Linked DNA regions of Hordeum vulgare: region 1 is linked to region 2. Evidence: chromatin contacts called from public Hi-C data. All regions are on one chromosome and are shown on one strand. Each heading gives the region's core, a stretch centred on a gene start, on an enhancer-like site or on the middle of the called end of the contact. The rest is flanking DNA. Distances are from core to core; before and after follow the strand shown.

Region 1 (6,789 bases), core at 2,836-5,335, 820 kb after region 2:
TATAGGTTATTGGGCTGTATGTTGGGATTGCAACAGTGGGGATCTTTATCATCTGGTACACTCATGGCTCTTTCCTGGGAATTGATCTGGCTAGTGATGGTCACACTCTTGTTTCATACTCCCAGCTCTCAAACTGGGGCCAGTGCCCCTCATGGGAGGGTTTCAATGTGTCATCATTCACAGCAGGGGCAAGGACATTCAACTTTGATGAAAACCCTTGTGATTACTTCCAGGGTGGCAAAATAAAAGCGACAACCCTCTCCCTGTCCGTCTTGGTGTCCATTGAGATGTTCAACTCACTGAATGCCCTGTCTGAAGATGGCAGCCTTCTGAGCATGCCTCCATGGGTGAACCCCTGGCTTCTTCTGGCAATGTCGGTGTCTTTTGGGCTTCATTTTTTGATCCTCTACGTGCCCTTCCTTACCCAAATCTTCGGGATTGTGCCCCTCAGTTTCAACGAATGGCTTTTGGTGGTAGCAGTGGCCTTCCCAGTGGTCCTCATCGATGAGGTTCTTAAGTTTGTTGGGCGGTGCTTGACAGCTCGTGCAAGAAAACAATTAGGAAAGCGGAAGGAAGAGTAGAAGGTAGTGATTGAGTAATAGATTGCAGGCTTGCCACGGGGGAGTAGACGTCTGGTGATACCCCATTATTTTTCTTGAGATCTGAGGGCTCTGCTCTTTGTTGAGCATGAAGGAAGTTAGGGTACTCTATAGAACTCATAATCATGCCTCGAGTTTAACAGACTCATTTATTCATTTGTAACAAAAAATGGTGTTATGAATGTGCTGGAGATACAGCATGGTTTCTTGCCCACTTACTGCAGTAACCTTGCACTTATATCCATGATTTTTTCTGCTCTGAATGCAATGGCGTGACGTAAGTCTGTTCATATAGCAAGTCTGTTCCTTGTTCAGATAGCAAGTCTGTTCATATATCCCTGGTTTATATATTTTTGTCTCCTCCTTGTTCAGATAGCAAGTCTGTTCATATTAGCTTTGGTCTCTGTGCCGATCATATAGAAGGTTACTTTTGTGAAATCACGGTACACTTATTTGTACAATACTCCATCACTATTTGATATAGCTATCTTCTACATGAAAGAATTTACATCGTTTGTCATGTATACATCTATAGAGACAAAATTGACATATACATGTCCTTTACTTTTTACAACGTCCACGCAGCATTATTTGGCTTTACCTGACCTCGTCGCTCTTGATCATCTTGGAGAATACTCCGCTCATGGACATTCCTTCTAGATCACCCAAGTTGGTGGTCATGGCAGCATCGTCAGTCGGCACGGTAGCGGTGGACAGGCTGCGCTGAACCAGGGGCGTTTTCCCGGGTACGGGCGGCGGCAACATGGTGTCGGTCTCCGAGCCGTCTGACGACCCCATCTGCAGCTGCAGCGCGAACTCGAGGCACCAGAGCACGTCCCCCATGGTCGGCCGCTCCACGCCGTACTCGGCGAGGCACTTGTCGGCCGTGTCGGCGAGCTTCTTGAGCGACCCCGGCCGTATCGTCCCGGCGATCCTCTGGTCGACGATTTGGTCGAGCTGGCCGTTTCTGAGACATGGCGTCGCCCACTCTGCCAGGTTCACCATCTCCCGCGGCAGCGTCGGGTCGATGACGGTGCGGGCGCAGAGCACCTCCAGCAGGACCACGCCGAAGGAGTAGACGTCTGACTTCTCCGTCAGCATCTGCCGCCGGAAGTACTCCGGGTCGAGGTACCCGAAGCTGCCCTTCACCTTGGTGCTGACGTGCGTCTTGTCCAGCTCCGGCCCGTTCTTGGACAGCCCGAAGTCGGCGACCTTGGCCATGAAGGTGTCGTCGAGGAGGATGTTGGCTGACTTCACGTCCCGGTGGATGATGGCCTTGGCGGAGCCGGTGTGGAGGTAGTGCAGCCCCCGCGCGGCGCCGATGCAGGCCTCCAGCCTCTGCTCCCACGACAGGGGCGGGAGGCCGGCGCCGTAGAGGTGGCTCCGGAGCGTGCCCATGGCCATGTACTCGTACACGAGGATCATCTCGCCGCGCTCGTCGCAGTAGCCGATGAGCGAGACGAGGTGCCGGTGGCGCAGCCGGGACAGCATCTCGATCTCCGTGTGGAACTCGTGTAGCCCCTGCTGCGTCCGCCGGTTGCCGCGCTTCACGGCCACCAGAGTCTCGTCGCGCATCGTGCCCTTGTACACCTTCCCGAAGCCGCCCTCGCCGATGACCATGCCCTCGTCGAACCCGCCGGTCGCCTCCTGGAGCGCCGCGAACGGGATCCTGTACCCGGCGCCGGCGCCGTTCTGCCCGAGCATGACGGTGTTCCCGCTGCTCTTGGAGAAGCTCCGAGAGCGCGAGCGAGAGCCCAGCGCGCTCGCCGAGAACGGCGACCAGGTGTCGGACGGCTTCTTCTCCGGCTCAGTCCTGCGCAGCGTCCTGAAGGCGATGAACCCGAGCACCATTATCAGCGTGGCCCCGCAAACGGCCGAGCCGGCGATGATCCCGATTTTGACCTTCGAACTGCGCGGGGACGCGGCGGCAGCGCCGGCGCCGGCGCTCCCGACTAGCCTCATGATCTCGAGGCCGTTGAGGAAGCCGTCAGGTAACGCGTTGTCATCGGTCGACGACCCGATGCTCACGGTGATCGTGCCCTTGGCGTCCTCGGCGCCCAGGAGGAAGTCCTTGTACACCGGTATGGATAGCCGGTTGAAGGTGTCACGCGAAATCTCGTAGTTTTTAAGCACCACCGACCCGCCGACGTAGACGTTGAAGGCCATTCCGATGGCTGCCTTACTGACGATGTCGCAGAAGTGGAACCGAAGCAGGTAATCCGACCCGGCCGGGGCGTCGAACCTCCAACTGATGTTGAACTGCACGTTGATGGTGCTGACCTCGCCCGCCGTGCTCAGCTTCGTCGCCGTCGCGTACACTTCCGCCGGCGCCGTGAACGCGGAGGAGAGTGCCGATTTCTCGTCGTATTTGATGGTCAAGGGCTTGGCGTCTTTATGCTGCGCCAAGTTGGCGTTGAGCTGGAACCCCTGGTCCGGCAGCCACGTCCTCCCCAGCGTGTCGTTACCAGGCGTGATCTTGGGAATGCCCATGTTGATCCTGTGGATCGTCTCCAGCGCCTGCGTCGACAGCCCGGTGTACTGGACAGCCCTGTCAACCATGCTGGCCGTGTCGGCGATCAGCTCATCGGGGAGCGGCACGACCTCGATGGCGTTCACGAACGCGAGCTTCCCCGTCGGCGTGAACGCGATCACCAGCGTGGCACCAGTGACGTTCACCGAGAACTCCCTGAGCTCCGCCGTGCCGTTCTTGTTCGTGTACCCGTTGAGGAAGACCGCGCCCTGCACGGACACGTTGAACGCGGCGTCCGCGGCCATGTCGTAGGACTGGTACGCGAAGGGGAAGAAGTGGAGACGCACGAAGTGCCGGCCGGGCTGCTTGACGGCGAACGTGTAGGAAGCTGGCGCGGTGAAGACGCGCGCGGACCGATAGAGCTCCGACTCGCCGGACGGGACGGCCGCGGTCAGCGACGTGTTGGCCTCGACGCTCTGCGGCGCGGCCAGCGACTTGGCGGGCAGACGGGCGTCCCCGGCGAACGTCCGTCCGGGGGCGACGGTGGCGCTCGCCGACGTGCCGCAGACGACGAGGTAGTTGTCCGCGCCGGCGACCGCGCTACTGGCTGCGCCGAGCAGCACGGACGCGAGGAGGAGCATGTCAACAAGTGGCGGCATGGTGCAAGAATTCCGGCCAAAGCATCGGCGATCGATCGGCACGGGGCTCTAGAAGGAGGCCACGAAGGTCTTCACGGACATGGATGGCCGCAAAAACTGGAGAGCATCACCGGAGTGGGCGATCGATTCTCTTTGTAGAGGTGGTGCTGAGACACTTGTTGCTTGACGATGAGTTGAAACGAGATAGATGAGCAGTGGGAGTTAACAACTGCTACTAATACCCACAGGAAAGAAAGTGAATCGATGCTTGGTTGTGATGAGTATTGGAGTGGTGAAAGGGCTTGGATGTGGTGGGGGTATTTGATTAGCTGGGGAGCACTGCGTATTGCGGTGTCGTTTTCTCAGGATCTCAGGTGGAGAGATAGGCTCGAGTTTGTTATATTATCGGGAGCTTTTCCTTGTTTGCGGGGAAAATCAGGAGCTTTCTAATGCCGTCATTTTCCTGGTTTACTGTTTGTCTTTTTAACATAGGAGTAGTATATACGCAGACACTCATATACGCGTACCTATATTTATTCATAGGAGTATACACACGTATACCCTATTCATATGAGCACCTCAAGAATAAATGCAAGCATCGGTACTTAAACCCTGAGGGTTGAGAATATCATAGTCTTTTAATCATCCAATCACAAATTGATTCGCCGATTTACTACTTGCGTGTCATCTATTCAATTCGATAGATTTCTCGTGTGATTCCCCCTCAAGAAACGTCAATGTATATATTGGTAAAAAAAGACAAGGAGAAAGTTTTTGCAACGTGTGATGAACGGACCGAGTGCCTCTAGGTCTCTTTAACTGTCAACTGCTTCTTATTGTCATGTGCTATGACGCTAGGAATTAGTACCATCACTGAAGCCAGAGAAAAGGTTCCAGGCACCTTTTCTGTCGTGGCCTCCCGAGACATGTCAAATCCCACGGTGACACATTCGCGGATGAGAACGACAGCGAAGAAAAACCGCTGCACACAGCACGCATTTTGTCGTGTGAATCGTGGCGCTTTGTTTAGGAACGTAAAGGGGAACGATTTGATTTTATCCCATTCCTCGACCACTGTGCTGTGCTCGGCTCGGTGGGAATGAAGGGCCGAGGAAGTCTCCAACCACCTAGTTCGACCACCGCACGCGACCGGAGCAGCCGTCGTTTTCGTACCACCGTCGTGCGCGCCACGACGACCGGGCAAGGATCGTACGTTGGTTTTCCTTTTCTGGCCGGTGCTGTGTGCACGCGTCTCCGGCTACTGGATGACACTGCTCGTAATGAGATCGTAAGAGTATAGGCTTCCCTAAAAGTTAATCGTTAAAAACACGTATAAAAACACTTATGATGCGAAATATTCTGGATAAATAAAATTGTATCCTACTATAGCCTTTTCTTTCCTGCCGTCCCCTAGAGCCCGTCTTCGGCGACGGCGTGCCTCGCCCCGGGGCCTCCCGCATCCCTCCGCCTCGCCCCAACGTCGTCCGTTTCCACGTGCAGTGGAGGATTCCTTCGCCCCGCCCTGACCCTGACGTGCCCGTTCGCCCCCGATTGAGCCGGCACTTAATATTATACACAGCCCATCTTAATATTATAGTATGAACATCTTAATATCTTTTTCAAAAATAGTACAGACAAAATTATTCATATACATATGCATACACTCATTTTTTGAATATACACGATCCTATCCCTATGAGCATCTTCGAGAGACTGGACTGTCATATCATCTTAAAATTTATCGAGTCACTGTAGACACCTCGTCGTTGACGAAAACATTTTCTTCCACTAAACATGTATCACCAAAAAATCTAAAATAAATATAATAATAATACGACCATTTGAACTTGAACACTAATAAATTAGAAAAATCACTGTTCCTCTGATCATCCAACCAACCACATGTTAGTTGGTAACAGTTTGATGTCGTATTATGGCGGCGGCACTGCCTCCTGTACACGCAGACGGAGGTATAGAGCGCTGTCGTCGCGTTCGTGCGCGTGTAGGAGACAGAAAGGGGGAGGAATGAATGAATGAATGCATGCACGAACGAGCTATCCAGTATCCATCTGCACACGGCAGGATAATGCAAGTTGATGCATGATTGGCGTCGCCGTCGATACGGTACGCGTCGGCGCGGCGACGGAAGCATGCATCGCATTCAAGGGCCACCAGTGTGCTACAGCTGCATGCAGCGCTTCCCGAGTTGACCCGATCGCTTCGGGGAAGGAGCGAACCAACGGCTGGAGGTGGTCAGGTGGAGGTGGAGATGAGCGTGGCGGACAGAGACGGGTTACGCGGTTGCGATCGAGCTCGTTTCCCTTGACCCGGCCCCCATCCGGCGTACTTGAATATTTAGGTTCTGGATCGCGTACGTGCGTGCTCTTGTTTTCTTTGGAGCCGTAGTCGCCTAATAATGAGTTCATGTTCGATTGCTTGCGTTGGTGATCGACTCAGTTGATGAATGTTGGCTTGGTCTTTCCGGAGTGCACGGTTCGACGTTGTGGGACGCCACGTCGCCGTCTCTCTAACAACCAAGAACCAACAAAAAAGAGAGTTGGTGACCCGCACATAAGGAAAGAAAACGAGTTGATCAAGTGAGCTGTTTACGTCGGAGATACGTGTAGGAACGTGGTTACTAGGAAGGGGTATAATACTCTCTGGTCGGAGGACCATGGGATAAATGGCACCTCTTTTTTCCCCCAAGCTTTTCGAAGTTTGAACCTTTCCTTGGGAGCGGCCGGTTAAGGCCCAGCGCCCACGACAATCATGGGAATCGTTGTCACTGGTGCGGATTCGTCTCCGCTGAGACCATTTTCCTTGTGACAAAATTGCCCTTGCTAGAAGCATCTTTTTGGTGATAAATTCGACCGTGAGGAGAGCATTTGGTTTACAACAAATTCGCCCCTGCTCGGAACAGTTCCAGATAAGCTTAGGGCAAACATTTTGGATCCAAACATATATCAAATGGCGACCTCGCATCATGGAGGCTTCGGACAACTCCAACAGACCAACTCAAACAAACACAAAATATGTTTGTTTTTTGTCTTTTTGGTGGCCACATTGGCAAGGACCCGTCGTT
Region 2 (7,509 bases), core at 2,132-4,631:
ATTTTAAGAGAAGCCTCTAGTCAACACTATGGCCCCCGGGTCTACTCCACACCATATTTTCAGCCTTACACTTTTTCTTCATTGCACTTTCCGCCTTCAGATCTCACTTTCCAATCAATCTTGAAGGGCTTGACAACTCCTTTATAGTGTTGGGTGCAAGCTCTTTGTGTTTGTGCAGGTACTCTGGACTTGACGAGATTCTCCTACCTGATTGATACCTTGGTTCTCAAACTGAGGAAAATACTTACTCTCCTGTGCTGCATCACCCTTTCCTCTTCAAGGGAAAACCAACGCAAGCTCAAGAGACGACAGAAGGTTTCTGTCGACGTAGCAGGCTACACTCAGAAGGAAGGCGAAGATTACTTCGACACCTATTCACCAGTTGATAGAATAACCACCATTCCAGTGCTACTTTATTTGGCTTCCTCTTATGGTCTTATCATTCATCAAATGGATGTAAAGACATCTTTCCTAAATGGAGAGTTGGAAGAGGAAATCTATATGGACCAGCTTCTATGGTCTGAAATAGGCACCTAAACAATGGCATGAGAAGTTTGAAAGAACTCTCACTTCTACAGGATTTGTCATTAACAAGGTCGATAGGTTTGTTTGTTATCGCCATGGTGGGGCAATAGTGTCATATTATGTTTGTGTGTGGATGACATATTGATCTTTGGTACAAACATTGATGAGATCTATGAGGTCAAGTCTTCTCTATCAAAGAGTTTTGACATGAAAGATCTAGGAGAAGTTGATGTGATTTTGAACATCGAACTTATTAAGGATGAGGGTGAGATTACTTAAATGCAATCTCACTATGTTGAGAAGGTCTTGAACCGGTTTGGCTTTATGGATATCAAGCCTTCTCCAACACCTTATGATCCTAGTGTGACGCTAGAGAGAACAAGAAATAAATGAGAGATCAATTAAAAATACTCTCAAATTATCGGTTCACGCATGTACTTAGCTAGCACAACAAGGCCAAATGTCTCTTTTACTGTGAGCAAACTGAGTAGGTTCATGTCCAACTCAAATGATGATCATTGACATGCACTTGAAAGGGTCTTGCATTATTTGAGAGGTATTATGAGCTATGGAATTCACTATGAGGGCATCCTGTTGTGCTAGAAGGATATAAAGATTCGAACTGGATCTTTGATGTTGATGCACTCTACGCCACAAGTAGGTATGTAATTATTTATGGAGGTGGCGCGGTGTCATGGAGGTCTTGCAAACAGACCATCTTGACAAGGTCCGCTATGGAAGAGAACTAACTACTTTAGACAAAGCCAGTGTTGAGGCAGAATGGTTGCGTGACTTCTTGATGGACTTGCCTGTGGTTGAAAACCTGTATCGGCTATTCTTATGAATTTTGACAACCAAACGATTACTGCTAAAGTGAACAATTCTGAGGATAATGCTAAGTCATCAAGACACGTGAAGAGACACTTTAAATCTATGAGGGAGTTGCGAAAATCTGGTGTAATAACTGTTATGTATATTCAAACAAACAAAAACCTAGCAAATCCCTTTACAAAGGGATTATCACGAAATATGATAGATATTGCATCGAGGGGGATGAGTATGATACTCATAGATGTTACACCATAGTAGTAACCCAACAGTTGTGATCGGAGAAGAACAAGCTATTGGTTAACTAAGGAGAGTAATAAGTGATCGTCTCTAAGTGAAGATGCAAAACTCTCAAAGCTATAAGGCATGTTGGCAACATGCCTTGATGTGTTTCTATTGGCTATTATAGCAAAGATATTGTCCTACACAGCGGTCTTGAAAGGACACATCTATATGAGCTCCGATTGTAAACGTCACAGTCTTTGAGACTTGGATGATCTTTAGTAAGTTTACAAAGATACAAAGAAGTATGATGTATATGCTCCAAACCGTAGGGTAGACTACTAGCAGCCAGGTACTGGTTAGGATTTTAAGTGAAATCCGTTCACACAAAACTGGCAATTTAAGGCATAGTCCATTGCCAAGTTATGGATGGATGTAATTTAAAGTTCTAGTCAAAAGTTTAACTTAACAATCTCCGTTAAAACACTGGTATATTAAACAAGTGCTGAGAAGGCAGATCTTTAAATGAGCATTTGAGATCTGACAGGGGACTGGTGGGTGGGGGGGGTTGTTAGAATAAATGGGCTTGACCCATTAACAAATTCTGAAATCTCACATGAGCTCATGAATAAAATGGCAAGCGATGGTGCTAAAATTTAGTTCCATATTACCACAGTTGAGGAAGAGTTGAACATCTTTATATAGTGGGTTCTCTCCATCATTCCAAGTGTTGTGTTGAGAAGAGAAAGTGAAGACAACACGTGTGTGCTCGCTCGCCTCACCTTGCATGGACGAGCTCGGGCCACGGCCGGGACGACGCGTCCGTGCAACATGTGCATGAATGGTTCGTCGAAATCCGTTATGTTGCCTTGCAAGGGTGAGACTTCGTTTTGACGTTTTATTTTTTGATGTCTTGACAGGCAAGTTGAATTGTTTTCTTGTCCCACAAGTTTGACTTGAAAACCAAGTCGGTTTGAGTGATCGCGACTCCGTACCGCCATTGGTCCTCCTATATATATTGTTTACGGCCTCGGCCAAAGACACACCTAAAACACCCAGGGTTTTACCTCATCTTGAAACTTGTTCCACCATCATAGTGTACTCAATCACGACTGTCGACGTGCATCAACGTGCGGGAAAGCAGGTCTTTTAGAACCGTTCATCCTTACGATCCTACACCGGGAGAGGACGAGATTTTTAAAAAACACTCTCTGTAACTCGCAAAGGTCATCATCACGGGTCGTCTTCCATCAAAGTAACTTGTATCCATTGGTCCAAGAAAAATGTGTTTGCATCAATGAGCACCAATGCTTCCATGACATGTGACAAATGCCGCGTAAGTCTACGTAGATTGTTTTCCTCTAATGAGAAAAATGCTTTCATTCCATACTCTCTTGCTGGAATAGAAACAATCAGGTAGTATTTTGAATATTTATGAAAGCATCATTTACGGAATTTATTCCCTAGAATTTAGTTGATTTGTTTCCTAAAAGACCAGACGCATTTGGTTCTCACAAATGATGCTTCCATCGCATGGCTGCAGTAAGCCGGCGTGATTTTAGAAGGCATCCAAACAAGGTAGCAACGTGAGGGAGGTAGAAACGAATGAAGATGAAGCTGGTAACCCGAGCATGGATTGCGGGAGCAGTTACCAAGCAACTAAACTAGCAGATCGGACGTATGTAATGCTTTTGATCCGATGGTCAAAGACTAGTCTGATAGCATGTAAATTATTTATAGTCTAATGCCTAGTGGTATCTTCACAGAGGAAGTAAATGCTAGTCTTCGTTCTAGTTATAAATTATTTACTGAAATTAATCATGAATTTAAATAACATTTCAACATCAGATTTATATCAATTCTCTTCTCTCTTTTTTGGTGAACCCCGTTTTTCCTCTCAAGCAAACACTTAACGCGCCTACAATTTCGATTTTGCAACGTGCGGCAGCTTTCAAGGCCCCGTGCAGGCACCGGAGCCACGCATCGACCACCGAAAGTTATCCAAAACCAGCGGCAAACCAGGAGAGGAACTAACCAAGCAGCCGCGCCACCATGAAGTGCTGGTGCACACATGCGCCCAAGGGAGCAATGGCGAGGCCGCTCTCCAGCCCCTTCTCCGTCACCACCCTCCGCGCCCCGCTCTGGCACGGCCGCCTCCACGCGCCGCCGCTCCCTCCCCTCCGCGCAAGCTCTGGCGATGACGCCGCCGCCGGACCGGAGCCGCCGGCCCCGGTCGCCACCGCCCCCTCCGCCGACGAGGAGTTCGAGAAGCGCGTCCTGCAGCTGAAGTCCCGCGTCGGGCCCAAGAAGCGGGGCAGCGCCGGGGCGCGCAAGAGGAAGGCCGCCGCCGAGTCCAACGCCGTCACGCTGCCGCCGGTGCCGCTGCGGGAGCCCCGGTCGGCCCTCGGCCTGCCCGTCGAGTTCGGCTTCACCGCCTACAGCGAGCGGCTCAACGGCCTCCTGGCCACGGTGGGCCTCACCGCGCTGCTGCTGGTGGAGCTCGGCTCCGGCAAGTCGCTGGTGAAGTACCACCAGGCGCCCACGCTGTTCCTGCAGGTGTACACGATCGTCGCCGCCGGCACCGTGTACGTCAAGTACGAAAAGGAGCGGATCAGCGTCTGGCCGGCGCCGGCACCGCCCAAGGCGCCGACGAGCGGCGAGTGAGCTGCTAGCTCTTGTTGGTTGATTTTGGTCTCGTCGGTAGGATGCTTCCGTTTTGTACTGTAATTTATTACAACCTCCTGAGCTGCCGAGCTGTGCTGTAAAAACTGAAACTGCTTAACCACACAGAGATATGTTTTTTCACAGTCGTCTCACCTTTTTTTTTTCCTCAGTTCCGCACTTGTTTCATTTACGTGAGATAAAAAATTCTTTCATGGGCCGAAAATGGAAATTCCCCACTGAGTTGAGAAGAAATTATGTTGAGGCTGCCGTGTGCGGATGTTGAGACAAACTGGGGTATTGCTACTAAAATGTGATGTTGTGAATTTTCTTTCTCGGATGGTCTTAAACAGCAGATTTTCCACGAAATGGACAAAAGTGGAGCCAAACAAACGCTGCCGTTGGTCCACGTTCTGTCCACCGCACGGGACGTCGATGGTGTCGTCTACTCTTATCCACAGCCACAGCCACACCACACCATCCAAAGAGGTGGGCATAATTTCCATGGCCTGGCCCTCGCTGAGCAGGCGACCAACCAACAACCAGTGGCACGTCGTATAGCGTGCAGCGCAACCAATGATACGCATTGTCGCAACAGTTTTTTCCACATCGACAGGTCACAGATAGACTTGACCGACGCACAAAACAAGCATATCCATCATGAGAAATTTCAAGCAGCTGCTGCTTACTTTTCCACTCCACCATTTAGAAAAAAGGGCAATGCCAAACACACTGCGGACTTTTATTGGGATGCAAATTGCCCGGCGGTGGTGACACCCATTAATAAACAGTAGATAAAAAAGTCAGGTTTGAAGACAGCAACAAGTCCTAATTAAACCACATCCAAACCGGGTGGGTATCCGTACCGTATCCCACTATGCAGCAGCACTACGTATCCCATCTGCTTGCTTTTCCAGATCCAACGACTAGGCAAATTATAGTGAAGACAAGTCACTTTAATACAGGGCGCCCTACCATGCAACCGCAAATAGGTGAAGCCCAGGTGTAGAGAGAGAGAGAGGGGGACGCTTCTGCAAGTAGCTTCAAGCCATCTCTCGTTTAGCTTCGATTTGGCGAGAAATGGAATTTCGCCACCATGTTGACATGCCAGCTTCAGCTAATTATGCCAACCAGGATCCAAAGATGCAGCCCACCGATGACGCTCGTCTCATCAGTGTAACATGTGTATCATTTATATCAGCCTGTAGATACTACGCTGCAGCATATCTCCTGAGGAAGAACGCAACAAACAAACCAGTGTAGGAAGAGGGTATGGTCAGCAAACACTTCTTGATTGGGCTAACAGAAGCGACGGCGGCTGAATCAAAATGCCACTATGTATTAGTCGGTAGAAGATTCAGATTCATTCGTTGCTAGGTCAGTACCTCCTCTTCTTCGATCTACTGTCATTTGGGTTGCCGTCACGGCACCCCTGAGGGCCACGGTACCTGTAGCCATCTTCCTCCTCGCCCCTTCCTCTGTGCTCCATTCTGTTCCTGAAGCGGCCCTCAGGCTCCCGTGGACCGCCATCACCATCGGCAAAGTCGATGTCGCCATCGCCGTGGTACGAGAGCATCTCCTCGTCGCCACCCATGGGGCTCCGTTCCAAGGATCGACGATACGCTCTCCTCTCCCCAAACCTCCTTCTCTCTGTAAGTTCAGCCTCTGCATGTAGCTCGGCTAGTTGAGCGGGATGTAAAGGCGGCTCAAAGGTCTCACCTTCAACACCTTGATGCATGCCACACCTCTTCATGTTCCTTTGCATACCCCTCTCGTCATGTCCTACTCGGTCGAATGGAGGGTCGCGGCGTCGTATGTGGCGTTGATGAGGTAAGTATGGTCTGTCACCTCTGTTCAGTGGTGGTGATCTGTGCATGGTTTCAGGGGACCGTCCCCGGTGGAAATGAACCGGAGCGCCCCTTCTTTGCCCAGGTGAATGGCTCCTATCCCTGTGGATAAATGCATGATCACCTAGAGTGTGCTGTGAACGAGGATGGGGCATGAAAAACCTCTGTTCCATCATGTCATCTGGGACATCATCCATCTCCCCATGATCCAACAGCCTAGGGTCCATAATCTCTCTCCCAGAAAATCTGTCATGCGCCATTTCTCTCATGAGGCAGCCAGGCATCTGATTCGGTGGTGAACGCAGCCGCCTATGCTGAGTTCGGTGCAAGTGCCCGTAGTCATTTTCATGTGGCCTCCTTCTGCCAACAATAGGTTCATCTTCGAAGTCAATTTCAGACTCATCGCTCATTCTTGGACCCCGGAAGTTCCTTGGATGGCCATGATATCCACCACCACGACCACGATAACGCGGGTCTATCCTCCGTTGATTGTTCATGTCTCTGCCACCATGGAACTCTCTATTGTTCTCTCGTTCAGACTGCATGAACCTCTCCCATCTTTCATTCCTGTAAAGAAAAATAAAGAGGACAACCTTCTGTAACAACAGTCAAGGATAAAATCAAGAAATATAAATAAGCACAGGGCAAAGCCAGCCAGGTACATGCAACATGACTGCCAAAACAAAATAATAACAAGAACCATACCTATTAACATAAGCACTTGCCACATCTCGCCAATGCGACCCATTAACCTGTCCGTCTTTTTCATTCTGTACAGAAGATGTCATGCAAGAGTCAGGTTTGGATTTTTCGTGTTCTGACCTTTCACCTGTCGATTTCACCTCTGTAGATTCATTATTTGGTTGACTGGTCGAAGCTCCATCAAGAAGTGAATCTTCACCCAAAACCGGATCGTTTGGCTGTAAATTGGAGCCTCTAGCAATATCTTCCTTTTCTGTCCCATGCTCGCTCTTTACAGCAGCAATTTTTGCATTGCCCTCACTACAATTAGCAGCTTCCTTACCATCAGGAGACTGACTCCTTTCAGATTTTATCACTGGGATTCTACTCTTCACGACAGGGTTATCAGATGTCTTGGGAGATTGTCCGGTAGAATATATTTTATAGGAACCTGAAGTTCCCAAAATAGGTGATCTTGTAAGATCTGCTGAACTGGCACCTGCGGAGATCTTAACATCTTCCATGGTAACGTCAGTATTACTCGGCGGGGAATTCTTATCAGATGTCAACAATTGTTTGCCTTTGGCTTTCCCATTAACAGAAACCCCACTTTCATGCTCCTCCTCACCTGAACGAGTGGCGATAACATCTGGCATATTAACACGCTTCGCATCATCAGTGCCCTGAATGTGAACCTTATTTGTTACAGACAAACAGTCGTGATGCATATTACTATCATCTTCTT

The links. Hi-C and Micro-C count contacts between places; a contact is called where the count stands out from the background.
Region 1: a Hi-C map of seedling shows a contact between it and region 2, with 4 times the contacts expected there. The contact joins the promoter of LOC123448976 here to the promoter of LOC123448973 in region 2. A contact is called at or near these places in 1 of 6 Hi-C or Micro-C datasets (seedling) and 1 of 1 datasets of contacts at active chromatin or transcription factors (embryo).

What each region holds. Positions count from the first base shown.
Region 1 is chr4H:463,155,395-463,162,183 of MorexV3_pseudomolecules_assembly, forward strand. It overlaps LOC123448976 (receptor-like protein kinase HERK 1), which reads right to left and starts at 4,086. Exons shown (of 1, transcript XM_045126036.1): 1 at 984-4,086. The coding sequence starts at 3,728. The coding sequence ends at 1,197. It overlaps LOC123448975 (calcium-transporting ATPase 4, endoplasmic reticulum-type-like), which reads left to right. Exons shown (of 8, transcript XM_045126035.1): 8 at 6-813. The coding sequence ends at 581.
Region 2 is chr4H:462,337,484-462,344,992 of MorexV3_pseudomolecules_assembly, forward strand. LOC123448973 reads left to right here and starts at 3,382. Exons shown (of 1, transcript XM_045126032.1): 1 at 3,382-4,380. The coding sequence starts at 3,628. The coding sequence ends at 4,239. LOC123448971 reads right to left here. Exons shown (of 4, transcript XM_045126031.1): 3 at 6,789-7,509; 4 at 4,941-6,650. The coding sequence ends at 5,615.